Regions from separate parts of the Mus musculus genome. Here regions 1, 2, 3, 4, 5 and 7 are each linked to region 6. A link is a contact called in public HiCAR-type, HiChIP or PLAC-seq and promoter capture Hi-C data. All regions are on one chromosome and are shown on one strand. Each heading gives the region's core, a stretch centred on a gene start, on an enhancer-like site or on the middle of the called end of the contact. The rest is flanking DNA. Distances are from core to core; before and after follow the strand shown.

Region 1 (3,384 bases), core at 89-2,588, 2.0 Mb before region 6:
TCATTTAGTAAACAGGAATATAAAGTCCCCCAAGGCTTGAAGAGAGCTACCTCATTTGAGAACTAGTGCTATTGCAAGTTACATGGCAAAATGAGGTGCCTCACGCCTCAGGCCCCTCAGAAGACAAGACCAAGGGATGGGATATAGGTACCAGGACTCAGATGATGGAGCTCAAGGTTTGGGACTGAGGTCTATTGGGAGGAAGGTTCGGGGATGGGAGATGGGGTGTAGAATTAGAGGCAGGGACCTCACTCTGGGGCCAAGAGTAGGTGTAGGATCTGAGGTTTTAGGGTAGAGACTCAGAGTTCAGGGTCAGTGTGGTATGGGTTGAGAGGAACAGGACCAAAATTTTTGAAAGCTGGGTTTCTGGAACCAGAAATCAGACTTGGGGGATCAGAGTCAGAGACTGGGGGCCAGGGGGTGAATCAGAAAACCTGGGGTCAGCGTATGCTTGGGTTTGGAAGCCAGGACATCCAAGTATCAGGATTCTGGGTCAAAATTCCAGGTCAGTACTTGTGGCTCTGGAGTTCCAAGGCAGGAAAAAGATAGGGATTTGCTGTCTTGGGAGCAAAGCAAGGAACCAGCATCAGGATTCAAGGATCTGGACTGAGTCTGGGTTCCTGTAGTATGGGTTAAGACAGGGGTTCAAAAACTGAGTCTTCGAGTTTGGCCTCGGGTACCAGAAAAGCGGTGTTAAGGTCCCGAGTGTGTAGCTGGAAGTTTCCTGGCCTAGGGTACCCCCCTGCTATGGGGTCAGGGTCTGTCTGGGGCTTGGGAAAATCCTGGTCGGAGTCTCCAGCTGTGGGTAGGGGGCATCAGAGTCACACGTCCCAAAGACAACTGGCCCGGAGTCCGCGGCTATAGAAGACGCTGTAGGGGCCGGAATTTAGGGTCTCCAACTGAAAATGGGGATGTCAGGGTCCCGGGCTGGGAGACTCCTAGCCCGTAACCGCCCCTCCCTAGCCGACGGCGCGGCACTTACGTCGTCGAAGAGCGAGCCCACGTTGGCCGTGACCAGCAGGACCGCGGTGCCGGGGGCGGCCGCCTTCCCCGCCATGGTGCCCGGGCGGAGCGGGCTCTGGACTGGGTGGCGGCGGCCGCTTCCTGCGGGGCCGGTAGGGCTGGGGTCTCGCGGGGCCGCGGGGCGTCAGCTGCGCCGGGGGACAGCACAGGGGCGCATCGCGGGCTTGGCGGGTCGGACCGGGCCTGGCCGGGGCTCCAGCCTCGCGGTCGCGGCTCTTCGCTGCTCCGCGGCCCCGCGCCCGCTCGCCGCCGCGCCTCACAGCGGCCCGCGCGCAGCCATTAGACCCGCCGGGAAAGTTCCCGCAGCCGCCGCCGCCGACTCCGGCTGGGACAAGTCCCGCCCCACAGGAGGTGGGACCCTAGAAGGCGGGGCTGTCGGTCGCGCCGGGGGTGGGGCCTCCCTATGGGGCGGGGCCTGCACACAATCTACAGACTTGGGTCTTAGGCTCCCTGGCTCCGGGTCCACTGGAAGGGCGGGTTCTCGAGCCTGAGTCAGGCTGGGGGTGGGGTTTGTGCAGGGGCGGGCCTGCTCACAGGAGCTAAGCCTAGGGTGGGGCGGAGCCAACACCAGATGGAGGAGGGGAGAGGCGGGCATATGGGGCATTCCTGTCAGTCAGGCCCCTGAGTCCTCCCCTGGCTTTGCCCCGCCCTGCCGCGGTTACGCGCATATTCCACCCTCCACTCCCATGACGTCACGACCCTGTTACCAAAGCGCTTCTTAAAGGAGCCGCGAGTTTGGACGACTACAGCCCGCCTTCTTGTTGGGAGCCCTGGAGATCCTTGGAACCTCTGTCCTGGCCCCCCATCCCCCCCCCCCGATGTGGAACCGGTCTTCAGCCTGGGTCCAGGCCCTCGCCGGTACGGGGAGTCTGACGTAGGCGGACCGTGGGAGGGAGCAGGGCCACGGAGAATTAAGGAGGAGCCTCCTCCAGTCCCAGCTCTGGGTCTGCAAAGAGTGGGTCTGCAGATCAAGTGTATGGGATTTTGCAATTTCCTAACACGTCCACCCAGTTCCTTATATAGGACTTTGCTTACAAAACAGAAAGCTGTTGGCATCCAAAAACAGAAAACTAATAAATCCTTTTAAGAAGCAAGCGTATTGATGTACTCCTGTAATCCCAGTACTCGGAAGTTGTGGCAGGATTGCTATGAGTTCGAGGCCAACCTGAACTCATAGCAACCTAAACTAGCTTGAGACCATACCCCGCCCCTCCCACCTAAAAAAGAAAAAGTTCAGATTAGGTGTTTGGATAGCCAGCTGTGGCCCCCATGCCACACCCAAGGACAGTTCCCAAGGTGGGGGATGTGGTCAGTCCGGGAATTTTAGCCACCAGAGAGAGCTGGAGGTGGGGGGCAGGGAGGTATGCTAGTTAGAAGAACAGAATCAGTCCTACATGTAGAAGGAATCAAGAAATTTCTCTGAGATAGAGTCAGTTGTTCCTGGAGGTGGGACGGGGCTGGTAGGGAACATATAGTGAGCTGGGTAACCCTTGCTAGTCTAGGCCTCCAGAAAGCCCTGTCCAGTGGGGCTGCTGCGCTGTAGCCTGCGAGGAGGCATCCAAAGAAACAGTACTACAGACATACTAGAACCCTGTTTGCAACGACAGTTCTTCTGGTGGGTTCATTCTTTAATTTTGTATTTAGTTTGTATGTATGGTGTGCATTGGTTCAGACACACACGCTACAGAAAACAGGTTGCAATTATCAGTTCTCTTCTTATAGCATGGGTTCTGGGATTTGAATTCGGGTCATGAAGCTTGGTGACAAGGGCTCTTACTCACTGAGCCATCTTGCCCGCCCGCTATAGATGGACTTTTCAGAGGTTAACAACCGCCGGAATTAATTTTAACAGGGCATTTACTTAACGCAATGGATGTGAACATCATCCAGTGTGGAACTAGCATTTAGCAATGTTAATGAGCTTCCCACAGCAAGGCTTTGAAATGAGTATCTGGTGCTTACAGCGCAGTGCCCAGTAACCACATGCTCCCTACCAAGTGTTTCCCAACTCTTGGCACCATCTGAGAAAGAATTCAGAGATGCGACAAAGAAAAGGATTAAGAGAAAGTAGTATTACAGAGAGAAGCCCACACTCAAGGAGTCAGTGTGTACAGGCTTCTGGAGAAAAACCTGTGGCCGTGCTTTTGAATGCTCTATCTTATAGACAAGCTTTAGAAGAAGAGAGGGTATTCAAGAGTTAAAGTTAGGGAAAGACATTCTAAGACTGGATTGGCACTTTACCAAAATAAGGTTTATTCTCTCTTCTGCCCTTATGGGTTTAGGGTTGTCATGATGCCAAGATGCATGATGGGAGCAGGCAAATTTGCACTGCCAATGAGGTGGAAATGCTGCTATAAAGAA
Region 2 (3,436 bases), core at 189-2,688, 1.6 Mb after region 6:
AAGTCCAAGACTCATTTCTTAAAACCTTTACATCTTATCATTCGACTGTTACCCTGGGATTGCCAAATGAAATGCCCAGGGATCAGACCCAGGCAGACAGTGAGGTCAGAAGTTATTCTCTTCTGTGAAGAGTACAAAAGACATTTTGTAAAAGCCAGGCCCAAAGAAGGAAAAGAAAGAAGTCATGCAGAGAGGCAACACATACAGAGACGTGCTTCATGCAAAATTTCAAATGGCTTGGTGACAGCTCTGAGAACCTGTCTGGGGATAATTTTATGGAAAAGCAGTCACAATGATATCAATTAGGAGAGCAAGAAGGATGCCTGCTCTGTCATTTCGGTGGGAGAATGGCTGTTGATTTTCCTTGGCATGCTCCTCACAGGCACTTTGAAGACCTTTCAGCTGAGAAGGGAAATCCACACAGTGACAGGTCCCCCACATGTTTCTCCCAGCGGTTACAACTCCATCTTTCATCCTTTGCTAAGTGGGGCGCTCAGAACATGTGTCAGTGCCGGCTGTGTCTCCTTTGAGGCCCCTTGGGTATCCTCGGGGTATCACTGAGCACAGCCCAGCATCCCCTTTCTTTGGCTTCCGGTTCCTCATCCATACAGTGGGAAGCCTTGCCTTCTCCGTGGAGCTTGGCCAAAAGAAAGCTGAAAAAACAAAACAAAACATACAAAAACCCGGAAAACAAAAAACAAGCAAACAAACAAAAAAACAAAAAACAAAAACACCCAAAGTCTAAAGCACCAATCAGGAAGATTCCGTTAGTCTCTGAGTTACAACTGAAAGGCCAGGTGGGTCAGAAAGTACATCTGTGCGAGAGAGCGAGTCCACAGTCACACAAGGTCACTCAAAATACATTTGCTACCTGGAAGGTAGGGAGTGACTGCGGTCCCCATACAAGCAGACCAAGTGCCTTTTCTAGCTACCAATATCCAAGGAAAACGTGAACAACCTAGAATCAACTGCCGTCTCAAACCAGAGGGGGGCGGGGGGAATGCCCACAACTCAATTAAACTATATCGGCACAATCCCCAAGATAAAACCAGATAGAAAAAAATTAGGGGTGGAGGGACAAATGTAGAATGCCGCATCTGTTTCTCAGGCCCCTCGGTACTAGAAGATCTGGCTGTGGTCTTCACTTTGTGCAGCAGAAGAGGGCAAACCTGCCTGCAAGTTGAAGCTCCCACGGGCAAGAGCAAGTGTCTTCACCGGTAAGTGCTGTTGTGGGCTGGTGGGGGCTAATACGCTATGAATAGAGATGTTTTAAATGTATTAAACATTGCCCCCCTCCTTTTTTTCCCCAAGATTACACTGACAGAGCCTTCCTTAAACATTATTTGAATAAAGCCTCATTACTCACAGTCCAAAGAAGTTCATTAGGAAGAGATGGCTTTGGAAAGGAATCAAGAAGCTTGCCTTTCTTCTCAGCAGTGAATTACATTAGCTACTTCCCAGTTATTTAAACCTTGAAATAAAAGATGTAAACGCCGCAGTGACATCTTAAGATCATTGCGGAGGCCGGTCTTGCATGCACAAAAATGCCCAGCTGGTCTACAGATAAAACAGATTGATAATTAGTTGCAAAATGTAACATTTCATCAAGAATATTTTGAATAATCCAATTTATCTTTGTCAGATATGCAGCACATATTTTTCTGGGGAGCAGCTTTGTTCTTTAACATAATATTATAATTTCAGGCTGCTAATGAAGGCGCCCGCCGGCCGGCCGGGCCTTGATGTGTGGCGTGGCGGGGAGCGCGCCGCGGCCCGGGGACCGGTGCGCCTGAGCTCGCCGCGCCCCGCTGCCGCCACCTGCCCGCCACAGTGTGGGCTGCGAGCTGCGGGCCTCGGGCCGCGGGCGATCAAAGGGCCGGCGGGCAGCGGGGAGGGCGCCCCTGGCGGGCAGAGCGGGCGGCGGCGGGCGGGGGGCTCCACCGACTTGGCTTCTAATTAACCGATGGAAAGGCGCCCTGGCAGCCCGGGTGGTGATCACAGAGGCAGGCATAGTTTGGTGCAAGCTAGCAGGACCCGGGGCTGTCCCTGCTGGGGTCTACTTGAAGAGGGAGGGGCAAGGACAGTTTGCTGATCATAGGACTCTCGGATGCAACTTGCTTCAAAAATACAGCCATCATGAATTCCCAATGCCTGTGACACCTAGGGTCCACATGCTGGTCCAGCCTTTGAGGTGTGGGGCATGGTTCCTGCTTGAAACCCCACATGAGAGAGAGTAACCATGCTCCCTTGTGGAGGCCCAGGCCTGTGCAAGAGGGAGTCTCCCCTTAACTGTGAAAGACCCCCTTGCTATTCTAAAGACCTTGGTTGTAGTGTCCAGAAATGAACTCAGACAGGCCTTTCTCCAGGGATCTTATTTCCCACAATTCCACCCGCGTGGCCAGAGGCCAGGTCTATACTGACTCAATTTGAAAGCCCCATTCCAAAAGATGCTGAAACTGGCAAGGCAGAGCAAACCTTCCTCTTAAGAATGTCCTTACCTATATTTGCTCAAATGGATCCCAGGTACAAACTCTGTGTGCAAAACCTTTATATCTCTTAGAAGTTATCATTTTAACTGCATGTGCAAGCCTGTTGCAGTTGGGCAATATTTTGTATTTTCTGTCTTAACACCAAAAATGAAGTCTCATAGCTCAGAAATTGGTTAATAACCTGTTCTGATACCCAAACTCCCCTGAGCAGTGTGTAATGGGCATTCATTAATGTGGCTCGTCTCTGTCCCCTGTGGTCTTCAGCCAGCCCAGAGGAGACCTGGCCCATGACCTTGGTGTCTTCATGGAGGCTAGAACGGGTGGCAGTGACTAAACCCACGATGTCTCAGGCAGCTCTTAGTTCAGCCAGAAAACCCAGCATGAGCTGAGAAATTCTTCAGATGGAAGCTTGAGTCTGGAAAGGGAGGAGACCTTCACTGTGGTCATAAGTTTTGCTTGTAGGAAAATGTCAAAGACTCAGCCACTAAGGACCTGCAGAATGGGGGAGAGACCTTTAAGGCTGGTCTCCCTTTTCTTTTCTTTTCTTTTGTTGCTTTTGTGTCACAGCAGGGGATTTAAAAGGCTTCTCTGTGGGTGTCCCATCCCGTGTGGAGGAATGTGTCATTCCAGGCTTGTGTGAGAACCAGGTACAGCTCAGAATGTACACAGCTGCCAGGCCCATTGGGATCAGGGAAGAGGGACCACAGAGACCAAGGCTACACATATCCTACAGATTAGAACCCAGCTCGATAAAATCTGTGTGAGTCTCTGCAAGCAAGTAAGCACTTGCCCTTCTCTTTCCCTAGTCTTTGAATGCACTCTGGCATCTCTGTGACCACAGGACCTGATACCCAGGAGAGCCTGATGCTTGTTGCAGGGTGAGTTTGAATAGCCTTATGGGTACTGGGTAAAAATGAGCTTTCATTCTTGAACACACACACACACAC
Region 3 (3,115 bases), core at 563-3,062, 1.7 Mb before region 6:
TACCCACACACGATTTTTAAGCTGGTTGGGGGAAACGACGAAAAGAATGACTTGTAAACGTTTTGTGAAATCCACATTGCAGCATCTAGGGATGAGGTTCATAGGTCCATTCCTGTCCATGAAATCACCCTGCCCAGGAGTCCTCAAGCAAGATAGACATGGCATGGCCCCCAAGCTGAATGGACTTCCCATCTGGCCCGTCGTGGAAGTAGCTTGCTGACTCTACTTAGCATGGCTGCAGCTCTTTTACAAACTCTCTCCAAATGTCTGAGTGCTCACTAACCAGTCTCACTGAGCATTGGTATCTACAAAGGCCTACCACAGCCACCCACTTCGTGGGGCTGGTACTCAGGACCACACCCCTCCTCTTCCCCTCTCTGCCTAGCCATTATCAGAAAAATCTAGGATAACTCAGCCCTTAGGAGGAATCTCTGAGCCAGAAATCTTGAGTTCTGGGGGTCCTTATTTAGACTCCTATTTTCAGGCACCAGAATTTGCACTCTGGGGTTCCCCGGATTTGGGGGAGCAAGCAATACTGTGATATACACTATCTAGATGAATGGGAATTCCAGTGAGCCCTCTCTCTTTTCATGAACACTGCTTGACTAGGCAGGAGACTGCTACCTCCATCTCTACTCACTGCCAGCTAGCTGGTGGGACTTTTCCCTCAGGCCTGGACCCCTAGGAACAGTAGGCAGCCAAAAGGCAGGAACTACTTTTGGTTCCTCTAATAGGAGAAGAGGACTCCCCGTAGAAGGCTAGGGAGCTGACCTCTCCAACAGCCTGATTAGACTCCAGAGCTCTTATGATGAGAACAAGTCTAGAGCTTTTTAAAGACCTCCCGGAGCCCGCGACCTGGTCCAGCTGATCCCAGCTCCCTTTCCCTTCCCCCGAGGCTTCCAGCAGCCCCATTGGGAAGGCTTTGTTTCCTGGCCGGCAGGGTGGACACACTGACCTCTCACTTTCTGCGTGTCTGTATTGAGGAGGTCTGTTCTGAAAGGGGGCTCTGTAGGGATGTTGGTTTCAGTGGTCAGTTAGTACTCACCTCTCCGTGGAGTCTCCGAACCCGGCTTCGTGCAGGGGCTCGGGGCCTCCAGGGACATCAGATCTACTAGCCAGGGCTAAATCGCTTTGTCTCGGACAAAGCGCTAGAGACACGAAAGCGGCGCGCCCAGGGGGTAGACGGCCACGGGCTGCTCTGGGAGCAGCTTCGGACGTCCGAGTGCCTTGAGGCCCCGGGGCCAACAAAGGCTGTGTCCGCCGGGCGTCCTGGAGACAGAGCTCCAGGCAATGTCCACTTGAACCCCATCCGCCACACGCTAGACCCAGCAGGAGGCCGGCCACCTATGCTCCGGCTAGCAGGCCGCTCGCGTACCCGGCCTCTCCAAGCGGATCACCGGATTCCGGAGAGCTGGCGGGGCCGCGGGCCTGTGCGCCGACTGCGCAAAGGGTTCCGCGCGGCCTGGAGAGCTCTCTCCGCTGCTGGCGGCGCGCGAAGGAGAGGGCAGAAAAGGTGGCGCTGGGCTGGGGACTGGAGCAGGTGTGGGACTCACGGACAGGGCCGGGAGGGTCGTCCGTTGAGCGTGCAAGCCAAGCCACTCCCGCCGTGGGCAAGGGGCGCAGACGCAGCGAGGGCGGGGGCCCGACTCACCGTTATCCGGGGAATGCTCTTCTTGCCTTGGAAGGACATCCTGATACACGGGCGGGCTGAGTGTCCTCGGTAGGGGCTGCGCGGGCGTGGACGTACCGACGAGGACACGCGCGGAGCTTAGGAAGTCCGAGTGTGAGCTAGCCCGGCTCTGGGCTCCGATTAGCTTATTTGCATCCAGGCCCCGCCCACCGACCGTCATTTGCATCCGGGCCCCTCCCCCTTGCTCCCGTTTGTGCTGGTTTGCTTGGAAATCTTTCCCTTTTCCTTTTCTTTTCCTTCCCTCTCTCCCTCCCTTCCCCAAGAGCATCCTGGAGGCCACAGGCTGGGACCACTGCACCCCGGTCCACCTGTGCGGAGTAGAGAAGGATGACTTACGACCTGTCAGGACCATCACTTATGAAGTTTGCAATCAGGGAATGACAGGAGAAGAGTTACCTGGCCAGCCTGGCCGCACCTAGCCTTGTTCTGTGGTGGCCCGAGGCATCCTAGGCTCCAGGGTTCAAAACTAATTCTCACATCTAGGTGGAGGAGCCAAAATCTAGCCTAGCATCTCTAGCAGAATCCATACATATTCAAGGAATGGTTCCGGGTTGGAGCGCAATCCCCTAGCCTGGTGTGACCGCGGGACTAGGGAGTGGTGATGCCTAGGCCAAACTGTTCCTTGGCAGGTCACACCAGTCTAAGGTAGGAGGTGGGTAGTCATTGAAGTGGCAGAGAGAAACAACCAAGACAAAGATGAAAGGGCTGGACTGGACACTGCCAGGGAAGACCGAAGAGGAGACTCTGTAGAGAAATCCAGGTGGGACCAGGACCGATAGCTAGCCAAGCTTCCTGCCCCAAACCTGAGTCCTACTTCCTTTACCTGCTGAGGCCTGCAGACTGGGGCCACATTGGGCAGGCCCCAGGGACAGGTTGCGTTGGCTGGATCATCTCTGCCTGGCTCTTTGGGGGCCCTGTGGTTCCTGGTGTAGCTCACCAACCTGAGGACTTCTTCAGGCTGTCGGGTGGTGCATCCATCGATAGCTCTTATTTTCCAAGACATCCTCCGCACAGCAGAAGAAAACACCAAGCTTAAGCCCAGCCAGAGGCTTCACAGACATGCAGGGTAGGGCCGGCTATCACAGTGGGAGTAGGATATTTGCAGCCAGGTGACCCCAACCCCTAGCATGAGGCCTGCATGTGGAATGGGGCAGTGCTGCAACCTCTTGGGCCCCCTCGGAGCCCACATAAGCCTTTCTGTACTGATGCTGTCCATAAACAGAGGGTGCTGAAAGCGTTGGGCCAGGCCAGAGGCACCAACTGTCCTGAAGAACCCTGGCGACTTGCCCTCAGGACACAACTTCCACCCCACTCCCAGAAGGCAGGGCAAGAGCTGTGAAGCTGGTGTCTACTCCAAGTGCTGTGGCAGCATCCATGCTGGACCATGATGCATCCATGCTGGACCATGATGCATCCATGCTGGAC
Region 4 (3,356 bases), core at 595-3,094, 1.7 Mb after region 6:
AAGTTAAATGTTTTTTTGTTTTGTTTTGGTTTGTTTTTTTAATTTTTTAAAATAAGTTGCCTTGGTCATGGTGTTTTCTCATGACAACGGAAAAGTAATGAAGACACTGTGGCTCTTAAAGTTACGTTCCTCAAGGCTATAATTTAAAACAAAGCATAAAGTGTAAATTTTAAGCACATTTTAAAAAACAATTAAAAATATATGAACGGAGGGCTGAAGAGATGGCATAGGGGTTATGAGGCCTCGCTGCTCTTGGAGAAAACCTAGGTCAGGCCTCATTAGCTACTTCAGGAGGCTCACAACTGCCCGCAACTCTAGTCCTGTGAGATCCAATGCTATCTACTGATATACAGAGGTACCTGTACTCATATCCACATGGTCAGACACAGACACACACATTTATATACATATTCATGATAAAGTAACAACTATATATGTGTGTGTGTATGTGTGTATGAACTGATCTGCTTTTTAAATCTCTCTCTCTCTATCTATCTATTGCTTAGGTTTCAGGATGAGAAGGCAATGCCCAAGGCCTAAAGTAGAGCTTGGATCCTGGCAGCCCTAACAAGGCAGGCTGGACCACCCATCCTCAGTAGGCTAATTAAAGAGGAGGCAACAGTGAGAAGCACAGAAAGGGGGTGTATTCATGTGGCCCCATTGTGAATAGGAGCAAAGGGGCCCAATGGCACCCTAAATATATTTTTGAAGTCCTGACCAGAGGTTTAGGTTTAGAGGCCAAGAGGTATGCTATAACTAATCAGCCTGGGTTAGGGTGGTATAACACACTCGTTCCCCAGAGTGAAATTTCATGGCTTCATACTTCAGGCTTGTCCTTGAGACCTTGAGGAGAGGGTAGACATTGGTTCTATTGCCCCAGAAGCGGAATTTTTACAACACCCTACTGGAAGAACACTGATCCAGGAACAGGAGGAGGGAGCATGAAAAAAGAGGACAGGAAAACATAGGTACTCTATATTCATCTGACTGGCACCTGGCCTCAGATAACCCCAACTGGTGCCCCAGGAGCCCTATTTTAGGATTTGCAGGTGCAGTCTTGCACAGGTTATTTTAATCGGCATTTCCCCCTGAAACAGCAAAGCATTGCAAACTTAACCGTGCCGCAGCAATAACTCTTAAGTTATGGTTTCGGAAAAACCGTGCCACTGCCTCAGTGTTCATTAAGCAGGGAGACTGTAGAATGAATTATAATGATGTCCCCCAGTTTTTAAAGGACAGTTTGAGGGATACTGAAAAGGCAGGAGAAACAACCTTAGGTTGCGTATGAGGTGTTGCAGAAACGGCAGAGGAAGGGTATAAATTTTAAAAATAGAAAGCTTCTAGCGTTGAGCAAGATGCGGCGTTGTCGGTGTTTGATTTCTGGAGAGGGAGCCTACAGGTAGCTTCCTACAGGTCGCCACGCTAGTTTTGCTGACACTGAAAAAGCTGGGACCCTCTACCCTGCCTATTAGAGCAGCAGTGGCCCGCCCACCAGCCCCACCCTGCCCGCCTTCCGGAGCTTATCTCCGCTCGGGTTCCGCTTCTCCAGCCAGCTTCTGGCCCGGCCCCGCCTACCGGCCTGGCCCCTCCCACCTTCCGGCTCCACCCCCCCCCCCCCCCCCAGGCTCGCAGCCTGGCCCCACCTCTGGACTTCCCCAATCCTCTGTCGCCCTCGCCATTGGTCTCTGGCTGGCCGCCTGGCCCAATCGCAGCACTTAGCGCCAGAATTTGAACCGCCGTTTTGGTTTGAATCGGGCGGGCTGCGGCGGGCGAGCCTTGGCGCGGAACCGCCTAGGCGGACAGTCGGGGCTGGACGGGGCGGCGGGTGGCGGGTGGCGGGCACTTGGGACGCGGGCGGCGGGAGTGCGGGTCTGGTCGGGGCGGAGCGAAGGCCGCGGGTGGCCGTGGTCGGTCCTCCGCGGCTAAGGAGCCGAGGGCTCCGACGCGGGCTGCGCCCGGTGAGCGGCGGCCAGAGCTAACTTGCGCTGACTGGACCAGCTGAGGAGCGGCCCGGCGGGGCGACTGCGAGCTTCACCGAGAGGCTTCTCCGCCCTGGTCCGCAGTCCCGACGGCCGGGCGGACCATGGCGTCCTCGGCTCACCTGGTCACCATCAAGCGGAGCGGCGATGACGGCGCACACTTCCCGCTGAGCCTCAGCTCCTGCCTGTTTGGAAGGTGAGTGCGCGCCGGGGCTGAGGTGACCCGGGGCGGCGACCCCGCGGCCCAACCCCCCTCTGCGTTTGACAGGGTTGTCCCTGTGGCTTGTTCGGAAGTCACGCTCATGCATTGGGAGCTTCCAAATGGAATCGGGATTTTACACTCGGTAGACGCGAGGCTGACGTCGGTGTCCCGCAACTTCCGCACTGTCGTTCTCAGGCAGCCGGCTGTGGCTCTGGATGTTTCGGGAAACATCAGATAGGAGAACCCTGCTCGGGTGCTCTGGGAGAGTCCCCTCTCACCCTCCCCCGTCGGTCGGATGGCAATCTTCCCTGAGGCCTTCCAGGCAGTGGCTGGTGTTGCCACTTCTGCAAACGTTGACCCTTATGGCTTTCTGCCGCGTTTGAAATGTTACTTGAGAGGATGCTTTTAAGAAAACTCGTCTTTCCTAACACCATGCAGATTGGTGACTAGGTTTTAGATTGTTTTGTTTGTCTCCCAGTAGATTAAATTCCAAGACAAGGTCTGCCTTGTTAATGGTTACATCTCTAGGGTCCCATATGGCGACTGACACTTAAGATCAATCAGTGTGTGGCACAGGATGAGTGGTAGGAAGATGGCGATCTGGCAAGAATGGTAGTTCTCAGACATTTGACAAAGTCTGGTGACAGATTTTCATGTCACCCTGGGAGAGGTGCCTGCCGTTAGTTAGTACTGCTGAGTAAGGACAGAGACATGGTGTATTTGACAGTCGAGGAAGTATCTGGTCCAGAATGTCTGTGGTCTTTTGTATCTAGTATGGATTGTGGTGATCTTTTTGCTCCGTAAAACGGGGTTCGAACATATGGTCTTTCTGCCTGGTGTTTTGAAACCCAAAACCTCTGTTTTCTTGAGAGTAAGAACTTCCTGTCAGAGTAAAGAACTTTCTATAACTTTGTTGTTGTTTAAAAGAAGAGAGTACAAATTCTTGTCACAAGTGTCATTCATTTTGATTATTCTGCAATATTACTTAAATATACTTTTAACAAGTTTAAAAAAATTTAAATCAATTTGCATTTGGTTATGTGGTATTTATTGTAAGAGGTATGCTTAGACTCCAGAGGTTCATAGGAAAGCAGACAGTATATAGAGTATAGTCTGGCTTTTAAAGTTCACGATGGAGCTACCAGCGAAAGTCCTGGTTTGTGGCTGGATTAGAA
Region 5 (3,452 bases), core at 478-2,977, 1.8 Mb before region 6:
CTCCAGTGGCCACTGCTCATCCTTCTTGGTATGGAGTCACCTGGAAACAAGGGGGGTGGGGGTGGTGTGTGTGTCTTAGCAACCAGAAGTCACACGGGGGTGGGGGGGTGGGGGGAGGGGGGATGGACTCGAGTTGCTGAAAAAGCAACAGTACTATGAATTTAGCTTTAAACTTGTAAATGCTGGGACATAAGGAGGTACTGGTTATATTCTTTGCTCCTCACGCTGTACCACAAAGTTTGAAGAAGAGAATGACAATTATGATTCGAGAAGGGGGGCTCAAGTAGTCTGGGCTGGCCTCCAACTCACTGTGGTGAACTTCTAACTCCTGATCTTCCTGTATGCACCTCCAAAGTGCTTAGATGACAAGCAAACAGCCACCTGACTACAGTCTAACTGGAAGATACCAGTGGAAACAAGCATCCAGGATGAAAACACCGGGGGACTTTTCAAGTTTGCAAAACACCTGTAAGATGGGAAGAGATAAGACAGTTTCCTATTTCCACCCTGGAAATTCCTCTGCTTCTTGTATCCAAGACTCTGAAGTCAGGAAGCCAACCCCTGCCTCCCACACTGGCCCAGACCAGACCAAAGAGGTATCTAGGTGGGCACTAGGGAAAAACCTGGGCAATGACAATCTTGCATCTTAGTTCAATAATCCTGTTGCTTAGCCAGGGTATTACTTGCAAAACCATCCAAGCAAAGAGGATGGCTGAAAGATCTGCCAAATGCTGGCACACTTTCCTAGTTTCACTCTCCTTTAAGGAGCGGGTGACTTTTCAGTTAAGGAGCTGGTCTTAAAGGTGTACAATTCATGGGGAACCTAGGTCTGCGTTGGCAGGAGATATGCCACCCCCCCCCCCAAGCTGGGTAATGGGTCTCCCTAAGGTCTCCAAGCCTTTGCATAGTCTACGGCTTATTGTATTTTTTTTCTACACCTTGGAATTAGGAGGAAAGATTCTGCCTCCATCAAATTACATTGTAAGGAAAATGTGTGGACAAGAGGGAGGCAGGGGACTAGTGATGCTGTTTCCAGACTGGGCTGGTAGGGGAACTCGACTTTTGGACCTCAATCCCATCTTCCCAGGTGCGGCCACTGTAAAAGGGTAGGGGATCTAGTCATAGTTCTCTCCCACCACCGCGCCATCAAAGGCTGACGTTCACAGGACCCCCAGCAGACCAGACTCACTGCTCTGTGAGTCTGTGGCGGTCTCCTCAACCCAACCCAGCGTCTACTCCCGCCCGCCAGACTGTGACCCCGCCCCACAACCTGGTGGCCGGGTCCCATCCAGTGCAGCCGGCTAGCGGTGACTGACGTAACAGCTATCCCACCCTCCAGCCCCGTTGCTCTTCCCCGCCCACCTGCGACTCCGCCCTGACACGTCGGCTGCCCCGCCTCCGAGAGGCTCAGGCACCACCTAACAAACCAGCGAGCTGCGCGGTTTACCAGGTCGCCATGGAGACGCTGCTGCGGTACGGAGGCCGGAAGGCATCAAGTCGCAGGTCTGGCTTGGGATAGCTTCGGTGCGCGTGCGCTTACCGCCTCTTATGCTGGAGGTGGGCGACAAGGCCAGAAAGAAACTTCGAGAGGATGGGCTGGTGGATTCGGGGAGGGCTTGGGGACCCGAAGGAGGTCGAGTGATGCTTCTGCTGACCAGACCGTCTTCCAGGGCCATGGACCCTCGGGCCTCAGGCCTCTGGAACTGACCGCTGCCCTCCGCGCCTGCGCAGAAGCAGCTGCCGCAGTGCTGCGCTCTCGGCTTCCCAGGCTGGTGCCGGGTTTGCTGGCCCTTTTGTCCTGGGGCCTGGATCTGCACAGACTCTCCTAGTGTGGAAACTTGGAGGCTGTCCTTTTCCATTTAGAAACCTGCAGAGCAGGGTATTCTGGGAGGCAGGTCAACCAAGTCCATAGACCCTAAACCTTTAGAGAAAAAGGATCCCTCCCGAAAAGAGAAATTACGGGAACGTGGTAAACTGCCTTAGTATCAGATCTGGTGGGGATAGAAGGCCCGCTGCGGATTCTAGAGGATCCTGACCAATGAAGTGATATGGGTCACTCCTTTCTGGGGGCCAGAAGTTGAGATCTTAGCAATTTCCACCGTTTTTAGTGAGTAATGTGTCACACACAGAGCAACATGACACGTCATCAATTCTAAGGGAAACTATCGGAAATGAACTGGCCTGGACATTGAATTATGCCCTTAGCTAACGTGCTCAGTGATATAATCTTGCTAAACATTTTTGAAGTAGCAAAGCAGGATGGAACTGAAAGTATAAGATGGGACCAAAGTGGAAGTCTAGATCCAAAACAACAGCAAATTTTGTTTACTCAGGCCAGCAAGATGAGTTAATGCTTAGAACCTAGGTAGGGGAGAACCAATTCCACAGAGTTGTCCTGTGGTATCCCCTATATGAATGCAATAATAAATTTAAATAATAGAATAGAATTTTCAATTCATTTACTAATATATTCTTTAGGACTGAAAGTGAGATGGGAGTAAGTTGTAAGAAAATATCCCCAAACAAGAAAACAAGAAAACCTAGGAAACTCAAGAGTTGTGGGAGCCCAGTAGCCCTCTGATCAAATGTCTCCTGATGTCCCTTCAACACTGCAGAGATGGCGGCTGGCAGCTGGAATCCCCCCGAGTGTTCCATTGGTTACAGGTTGCTAAAGCTTGGGGTCAAGAGGTGCTGTGAGGAGCGTTAGGATACAGAGCAGGCAGGGCATTCCTGCCTGGCCACACAGGCCATCAGAGAGGCCCCTTTCTGGTGGCTCTCAGTGGAATGCTTGCCACGTACTCATGGGATCACCAGAATCCATTTAAAAAGTTCAGGTGCAGCAGTGTATGCCTATAATTCCTGTTCTTGGAGACAGGCAAGCGGATTCTGAGGGCTCACCGGCCAACCAGCCTCAACCACTGTGGAGCTCTAAGCCAGTGAGACCCTGTGTCAAAAAACAAAACAAACAAGTTAACAGCTCCTTAGGAACAACACCCATAGTTGACATTCAACCTCTACATATGTACATATACCCACCCACATATGTGTGCAGATATGTACACACACACATGCACACGCACACAAGTACACATGCTCCACCTTTCCTGCTACTAGGAAAATAGAATTATATCCAAAATTAGACATTAATTTATACACATTTGATTGGCAAAATGAGATGCTTGGTGTAATGGTCATGTGCTGGGAACTGGTGTCCATAGGCACCTCGGGGAGCCACTGGGTACTCCAGCCTAGCAGCATCTCAGCCCACTGCTTCATCCTACGGTTGTCTTGAGTTTTGATTTCCTTTAGAAGCCCATAAAATTGGTTTTTGTATCTGGTAGTTAATTATATGTAGGAACTCATCTTGCCTTTTTTTGTGCTCACTTTATTACCCAGCTAAACCGCCTCTGTTGAGTAGTTCTCTTGGCAAGTGTTTCTGGGCTATTCTCCTT
Region 6 (3,339 bases), core at 138-2,637:
GCTTGCTCTGGTTGCCCCACTTGCTCAGGTCAACTCTGCTTGCTCAGTCCCTGCTTGCTCTGGCCCAAAGATTTATTCATTTTATTAAGTACCACTGTAGCTGTCTTCAGACGCACCAGAAGAGGGTGTCGGCTCTCATTATGAGATCTCATTTTGGGTAGTTGTGAGCCACCATGTGGTTGCTGGGATTTGAACTCAGGACCTTTGGAAGAACAGTCAGTGCTCTTACCCGCTGAGCCATTTCACAAGCCTCTGACTTTTGAATTTCTGATCCTCCTTCCTCCATCTACCTTCCTGTCTTTAAGACCCTGTTTGGTTCCTCTAGACAACACCCAGTTAACACACTAGGGAAGCACTCCAACACCAAGACACACTGCCAAGCCTTTTAAAAAATTCAATAGATTCATAATTCCAAAGATACACCAGGTAGGAAGGGTGTGTGACACGAGATTGCGACAATCCATCTCGTGTTAAACTTCACTTCCCACTAGCATTGCCACTAGCTGTCCTCGTGATGTGAAGGCTGCCATCGTCCCAGGAAGCTAACACTACACTGGAACTGGAAAAGGGGATCTTACGGTCTCTGCTCCAAGCAGCTTCTCTACTTCCCACTGGTTCAAACCAGTTCACAGGCCCACTGCTAGACAATCACTGCCAAAGAACTGGCTCTAATTTAATTCGTCAATAAAGCATGGGGGTCTGGGAGCTTTGGTAGAGAACAGTTCAGAACTTTGCGGTGGGCCCTGGAGGGAGGGAGGAGAGGGAGAGCCTATTCAAGCTGCAGCAGGAACCCTGGCATAGCTTCTGAGAAGTCAAGTGTGTAGTTTTCCGTAAAGCCAGGCCGAGAGCCACTCCGTATCCCCGACGCCTGTGGCTGTCCCTGCCCCAGGTCACGGTGTTCCTGTGTATGCTCTCGACCCGCCAGCAAAATCACAGCAGGACTCTGCCCACTAGGCCAGGTTGAGAATTCGAGTTCTCTTGTACCATAGAGCAAAACTGATAGCTGTCAGACTGCAACTCCCAAAGACAACGCCCAGCGCAGCCTCAGGCGTGCCGATTGGTCCGTGGATCTACTTATCAGGACTCAGTAACCAATCACAAGGAAGGAGAGGAGGGCGTGCCTCCCGCGGACCAAGGGTTGCCGAAGGGTGGCAAATCCTAAACAAACGCCCTTTGGGACTGACTTTGTGAACCGAGAATCGACAAGCCACTCACGGCTTGGGCTTGCGAGGCATCGACCTGTGGCTGCTGGAAGAATTACCCGCACTTCAGGCCGTAGGAGATTCGGGTTTCGGCTACTCCTGCCTGCAGCCCCTCTGCGAGGGCAGTCAGTGGAGTCTAGGCTACGCCCCACGCCTCCTCATTGGCTTCTCCAGACACGTGGTCGAGTGGTTCCCGCCTCCGAGTGGCCTGAGAGGCGGTACGTGAAGCCGCATGGACAGCCTGGCGTCGGGCCGCTGGAGACGGCGGAGGACGGAGGAGCTGCCAGCGGCAGGGGACGCGGTAAGCTCCGGGCAGGGCGTGGGCAGAGGGAGGTGGCGTCCTAGCTGGCGCGCGGGCGCCCGGGGCGAGGTCCTTCCGGATGACCGGCGGGCTGGACGTCGTAAGCCTGCTGCCGAGGCGGGGCCAGGGGCGGGGCCTGGGTGGAGCTAGGCAGAGGACAGTCCCGCCCCTCCCGCTGCGCTTGCGCAAAGATGAGGAGCTATGTGCTCCCTTGACTTAAGCTGTAGTATTCTGAGTGTTATGGAGTTCATGGATCACAACTTGCGCCACAAGTCCGCTCTGGCGATCTATCCTCATAAACAAACTGAAAGAGCCAAGTTAAAATTGGAAAGCGGGAAAAGATTTAAAACACCTAGTCGAAGAGGAACAAAGCGATTGAGGAAATCACTCCTAGTCTGACTCAGGAGTCCCGAAGTGAGACTAAAATTGAAATAGAGAGCCAAGAATATCTAAGAAGTCCGTGTCAAAAGTATAGTCTGAGCCGGGAGTGGTGGCGCACGCCTTTAATCCCAGCACTCGGGAGGCAGAGGCAGGCGGATTTCTGAGTTCGAGGCCAACCTGGTCTACAAAGTGAGTTCCAGGTCATCCAGGGCTACACAGAGAAACCCTGTCTCGAAAAACCAAAAAAAAAAAAAAAAAAAAAAAAAGTATAGTCTGGCTAGCATTGTCTAGGCTTCAGTGTCCTTTTTTTTGGGGGGGGGGGGGGCGGGGAGTGTCTTTCTCCGTGTAGCCCTGGCTGTCTTGGAATTCACTCTGTAGACCAGCCTGGCCTCAAACTCAGAAATTCACCTGCTTCTGCCTCCCAAGTGCTGGGATTAAAGGCGTGAGCCACCACTCCCACACCTTCAGTGTCATCTTGTGAAGGGGTCTGACAGAACTGTGTGAAATCTTTCTTTGAGACAAGTTACCCCCCCCCCCTCGAAGCCGCCGCTCTGGGACGCTGGCGTGAGATTCCTGGAGAAATTACCATTTCTTTGGAATCCATTGTTTGAATAGTCTGATAGTTGGTTAAGAGACAGGTCTCTGTAGACCGGTTCCATATCTGCCAAGCCTATAAATGGAGCACTATGAAAGCCCAGGTGCTTAGTCTGTAGAAGACACCTAACTTCCTGCCCCAAACCTGGGGAGAAGGCAAGGGGAAGTTAAGCATTCCTTTAAGGGAAGGTGGAAGTCTTTGGGTAGGCTAAGCTGGCTGTGCCAAGTGCTGCCCAGGAGCTGAGCCTGCAAGGCATCTGACATTGCAACAACCTCTAGAGTTCTCACTAGGTACCTGCACAGTTGAGTTACAAAAAAAAAATTACCAATAAAACAAAACAAAAGAACCCTCAATTGTTGCAGGATATTTGATCACACTCTTCAACCCTCAGATTCTGTTATTTACTGGGAAAACAGCCCTAGCACACACCTTTAAATGCAAACGTTTTTAGCTTGACTGTTGTAAACAGGATAAAACAAAGTCAGCCATGGTCAATAGGCAGAACAAGCAACAGGTGACAGGAAGTGAACATAGAAGTATTAAAACGTCATAGAGAGTAAGGAGGAAGGCAGGAAGATGGACAGAGAGATACACAGGAAGTAGAAGGACACGCAGTTAAAGGGGTTCTTTGATGAAGGTGTGGGAGAATGGCTTTTGGGGGGCATGGCTTTTGGGACATCGACTGAGGAGGAAGGCCAGCTGGGTGTTTTCTCTGTCTCTGAACAAGGAGACTTTTTGTGCCAGCATCTGGCTCCCGAGTCTTCATTGGTAAAATGTAAGGATTGATTTCCTTGCATAAACTTAAATGTACTTACACCGTAAACTTACTTCAAACTGCACTCAATGTTTTACGTAAGTTT
Region 7 (3,393 bases), core at 116-2,615, 1.7 Mb after region 6:
TCTTATGGAGTCTACCCCAGGGTTACTGCCTCTACTACTGTGTGGTGGAGTGTCGTAGTTAGGAGTCAAGACATCTGTAGGAAGCAAGAAGGCAGGCAGCTGGAGAGGGTGGAGGGGAGAGGCCTTCAACAACAAACTAAACACCATAAGGGGAGAAGAAAAAAAGCCTCTTCGACACAGCCTAGCTTCAATATTGGAGGTCTCCATCTGCAGACACATAGTAGATTTATATTCTACTGCCAAAACAGGAGTGTGGTTACGGAAATAGTTTTAGGTTCTCTGGATTTGTACGCTTTCTTCTGTAAAATAAAAGCATAAACAGGCAAGCAATACACCTAGACATTTGGGCTCCAATTAAGAAGGCCCTGTTCTTAGGGTAGCCCCCAAGAGTGATCTCTCCCCGTGATTGCACCTTTGGACCTCTGGAGTATTCAGAGTGACAGGGTACAAAGTGGTTGGGAAGGTTGGGAGGAGCCTGAAACTCTCAGCAGGGTGCCCAGCCTGGAGCAGGTCCTCCTTGTCGACTGACTGTAGCCCTTCTAACTCATTGCTCTTGCTGTTAGTTCCTAAAAACTCAAGCAGTTTCGAAGTTAAAAGAACGTGTCCTGCAGCGATTCTCCTCTAGATGGCAGCAACACTCAGAACCCGCTAAAGCTCGCCTCCCAGGCCGCTGGCTCTGTAAATCCGGAGTGATCCCCTATGCAGGCAGCCTGCCTTTTGGACACTCCAAGTTCTTACTCCTCTTTAGCACGCTGCCTCCCACAGTAGACGCCGAGCATCTCAAACACTGAGTGGCTAATTACGCAGATAGGCCATGCTTCCAAATTGATCTTATTTTGCAGGCTGGTATTTTCTCATGCTATTATTGTTAAGGGGTGGTGGTGGTGTAAGTTGATCAACGCCAGTCATTGCGATATTGAGCTGCAAAGTTTTGAAAGTATTTGTTTCATAATGTGTGAGACAGAATATGGCTCCACTTCATTCACAGTTTTTCAGCCTACGGTGGTTATGTTCTAATAATCCTGTTCCAGCAGCCCTGAGGCTGAGTTTGGTTTTGTTGCAAGGTCCCAAGCAGGGCGAAAGAGCAGACAGGACTCTAAGACTCGCACTTCCCTCTTTGGCACAGGTCTCCCAGTGCATCACTGAACAGTGCAGTGTCTAGGCACTAACGCTAGGTGGAGACCTGAAGCTGCTGGCCTCTGGATGTCGCTTAAGCAGCCCCTAGTCGGCCGACTAGTCTTTAGCACGGGTCCCAGCGCAGGCAGGGCGAGGCTGGGCTCTGCACCTGCGCAGACCTCGGAGCTCCTGTGCCCAAGATTCCGGGTTGCACCTATAGTGTAGTGGCCCTAAGTGGCCGCCAGGTGACGCTGTGGTCCCAGCCATCGAGCTCCCAGGCCTCAGAGGCCACCGCAGTGATCTACCGTCTGTGCAGAGGGTGGAGCCTAAGTAAAGGGAAAACTGATCCTTTGCTCTGCCAGAAGATTCCAGAACGCTGGGTTTTTTTTGTTTGAAAGGCTAGCTATCCACCACTTTTGAGTTTAATACAAATCCTTTTTTTTTAAACACGTTATGTAACGCTGAGTTGATCTGGCTGGGGAACCTGACATCAGGCCTTGTCCTGTATTGAAATTTAAGCTCTACGTGTTAGCAATTCCTCTAAACTACAACAGCTTGCAACTCCACCCTTCAGGTAGTGCTAGCAGGCAAGCAAATAGCAAGACTGCTCCGTGCCTCCCCCTTCTCTTCCCTCACCCTCTCTCTTTCCACCTCCCCATCCCCCACATGTCCCCAGTGACCTCTTTCCCTCTTCCTCTCTCCTCTCTTTCTGTTCTTCACTGTTACCTTCCTTTCTCTGCCTCTATCCACTCTCCAGGTCCCCTTCCCATTCTTAACAATAAACCTTCTTCATATTAGGTCTATTACACGGCTGATCCCTCGGGAAGGACACCTTGGGCAGGCCAGCTAGGGTGCTCCCTCCCGCTGCACTATTACACCTCACCTGCCTCCTTTTATAAACACACCATTGAGGAGGCCAGGAAACAGGAATTACCAGATCTGGAAGGAGTTGAGACTTCATGCCCTCAGGGGTGCGGTGGGGCCTCTCCCTGCCTACCTACTGCCAGCCACGGGGAACCCCTTCCCAGAGAAGTTTAGCTGCTATTGTTTAGTGTTTGTTTGATTGGAGGTTTGGGGTTTTATTGGGGACAATTTTTCTTGTAAGTGGGGTGTGACTACATAGCCCAGGCAGACCTTCAATTTAGGGGCTCATCCTGGATTGCAGGTGCACATCATTACACCGGGTTTCTAATGTTAAGAGATGAAGCACTCCTTTTTAAAGCTTTTTTTTTCCTTCCTCAGAAAACCCAAGGTACACAGGAGACAGTCATGAAATGAACTCCATCCCAATGGCTGTACCTCCCAAGATTCAGTAACCAACATCATTCATGTCCACTCTTGTTTTGTTGAGGAAAGCTCCAGATAACATCTCTCTACTTTCACAAATACTACATAATAGCTAGGCATGATGGAGCAAGCCCAGAATCCCAGCTCTCTGGAGGACAACTCGAGAGGCCTGGAGTTTGAGGCCAGTGTGGGCTACACGGCAAGACTGTCTCAAAATAAGCAAACAGAGAGACTGCAGTGGGCTTCCCTAGGAGACAAAGATTGCTCTTAAATACTAATACCATTGCTGAGCTAACTATACCGCCTCACACGGACAATATTTCCTGGATATCATCATCTATTTCCTCGGTACTCATATTTCTCAAACTGTTTCATGAACATAGAGACGCTATTAGCAGTTGTAGCTTTCCCCAATCGTACCCAAATAAGGACCATGAATTGCGTTGGGTCGATTCAAATATTGTTTGAATTAGGGTTAAGTTTTTCATACAGTGGAAAAAACAGATATGATTTGTGTTAATTCTAATAGTTTTGATAAACAGAGACCTTTTGTATGGTAAACATATCAAGCAAAAATATAAACTGATATCCATCCCTTCTCCCTTAACCAACCTGCCATCAAATGGGCCAGAAGGAAGCAGTGACCCGGTGCCAGCTGCCCTCCCACACACACTTTTATTCTGGAGATGCATATAAGTGGAACCAAATGGGCTTCTCCGTCCTGCCTTTGCTGCTGAGGTCCAGCCAATATTTATCAATATTTCAGTCTTTTTCTGTTGGGAGCCGCGCCCACATTCGCCGTTACAAGATGGCGCTGACAGCTGTGTTCTAAGTGGTAAACAAATAATCTGCGCATGTGCCGAGGGTGGTTCTTCACTCCATGTGCTCTGCCTTCCTCGTGACGTCAACTCGGCCGATGGGCTGCAGCCAATCAGGGAGTGACACGTCCTAGGCGAAGGAAAATTCTCCTTAATAGGGACGGGGTTTCGT

Evidence for each region. Promoter capture Hi-C pulls out the DNA fragments that hold promoters and counts their contacts. HiChIP or PLAC-seq counts read pairs in DNA pulled down with a chosen protein or histone mark. HiCAR-type assays count read pairs that join an accessible place to other places.
Region 1: a contact with region 6 is called in a promoter capture Hi-C map of liver, with 2.4 times the contacts expected there. The contact joins the promoter of Inpp5a here to the promoter of 9430038I01Rik in region 6. A contact is called at or near these places in 1 of 39 promoter capture datasets (liver) and 1 of 484 Hi-C or Micro-C datasets (CD4 T cells).
Region 2: a promoter capture Hi-C map of hippocampal neurons shows a contact between it and region 6, with 11 times the contacts expected there. The contact joins the promoter of 6330420H09Rik here to the promoter of 9430038I01Rik in region 6. A contact is called at or near these places in 1 of 39 promoter capture datasets (hippocampal neurons) and 2 of 115 datasets of contacts at active chromatin or transcription factors (embryonic forebrain and forebrain).
Region 3: a contact with region 6 is called in an H3K4me3 HiChIP or PLAC-seq map of embryonic stem cells, with 5 read pairs. The contact joins the promoter of Dpysl4 here to the promoter of 9430038I01Rik in region 6. A contact is called at or near these places in 1 of 39 promoter capture datasets (embryonic stem cells) and 2 of 115 datasets of contacts at active chromatin or transcription factors (embryonic forebrain and embryonic stem cells).
Region 4: a HiCAR-type map of astrocytes shows a contact between it and region 6, with 4 times the contacts expected there. The contact joins the promoter of Mki67 here to the promoter of 9430038I01Rik in region 6. A contact is called at or near these places in 4 of 39 promoter capture datasets (the 3T3-L1 cell line, cranial neural crest, embryonic stem cells and 1 more), 3 of 115 datasets of contacts at active chromatin or transcription factors (Th17 cells, astrocytes and pro-B cells) and 1 of 9 other capture datasets (adipose tissue).
Region 5: a promoter capture Hi-C map of embryonic stem cells shows a contact between it and region 6, with 2.8 times the contacts expected there. The contact joins the promoter of Lrrc27 here to the promoter of 9430038I01Rik in region 6. A contact is called at or near these places in 3 of 39 promoter capture datasets (cranial neural crest, embryonic stem cells and pre-B cells), 1 of 484 Hi-C or Micro-C datasets (B cells) and 2 of 9 other capture datasets (adipose tissue and liver).
Region 7: a CTCF HiChIP or PLAC-seq map of large pre-B cells shows a contact between it and region 6, with 8 times the contacts expected there. The contact joins the enhancer-like site here to the promoter of 9430038I01Rik in region 6. A contact is called at or near these places in 3 of 39 promoter capture datasets (the 3T3-L1 cell line, embryonic stem cells and hippocampal neurons), 1 of 15 datasets of contacts at CTCF or cohesin (large pre-B cells), 2 of 115 datasets of contacts at active chromatin or transcription factors (astrocytes and stem cell-derived neural progenitor cells) and 1 of 9 other capture datasets (embryonic stem cells).

What each region holds. Positions count from the first base shown.
Region 1 is chr7:139,387,063-139,390,446 of GRCm38.p6, reverse strand. Inpp5a (inositol polyphosphate-5-phosphatase A) reads right to left here and starts at 1,338. Exons shown (of 16, transcript NM_001127363.1): 1 at 983-1,338. The coding sequence starts at 1,057. Gm46004 (a long non-coding RNA gene) reads left to right here and starts at 1,300. Exons shown (of 2, transcript XR_001778314.2): 1 at 1,300-1,881; 2 at 3,306-3,384.
Region 2 is chr7:135,852,121-135,855,556 of GRCm38.p6, reverse strand. It overlaps 6330420H09Rik (RIKEN cDNA 6330420H09 gene), which reads right to left and starts at 1,438. Exons shown (of 2, transcript NR_166518.1): 1 at 1,367-1,438; 2 at 1-653.
Region 3 is chr7:139,084,698-139,087,812 of GRCm38.p6, reverse strand. Dpysl4 (dihydropyrimidinase-like 4) reads right to left here and starts at 1,812. Exons shown (of 14, transcript NM_011993.4): 1 at 1,652-1,812. The coding sequence starts at 1,690.
Region 4 is chr7:135,714,867-135,718,222 of GRCm38.p6, reverse strand. Mki67 (antigen identified by monoclonal antibody Ki 67) reads left to right here and starts at 1,844. Exons shown (of 14, transcript NM_001081117.2): 1 at 1,844-2,175. The coding sequence starts at 2,084.
Region 5 is chr7:139,211,263-139,214,714 of GRCm38.p6, reverse strand. Lrrc27 (leucine rich repeat containing 27) reads right to left here and starts at 1,727. Exons shown (of 11, transcript NM_027164.1): 1 at 1,448-1,727; 2 at 1-40. It also overlaps a transcript of Stk32c not described here.
Region 6 is chr7:137,408,804-137,412,142 of GRCm38.p6, reverse strand. It overlaps 9430038I01Rik (RIKEN cDNA 9430038I01 gene), which reads left to right and starts at 1,387. Exons shown (of 4, transcript NM_029886.2): 1 at 1,387-1,503. The coding sequence starts at 1,435.
Region 7 is chr7:135,733,758-135,737,150 of GRCm38.p6, reverse strand. No RefSeq gene overlaps it. Among named protein-coding and RNA genes, the nearest start is that of Mki67, 19 kb to the right of the region's middle. Within about 2 kb of position 1,365, at least 186 of the 459 cell types and tissues checked have an H3K27ac peak or open chromatin away from gene starts, as enhancers often do.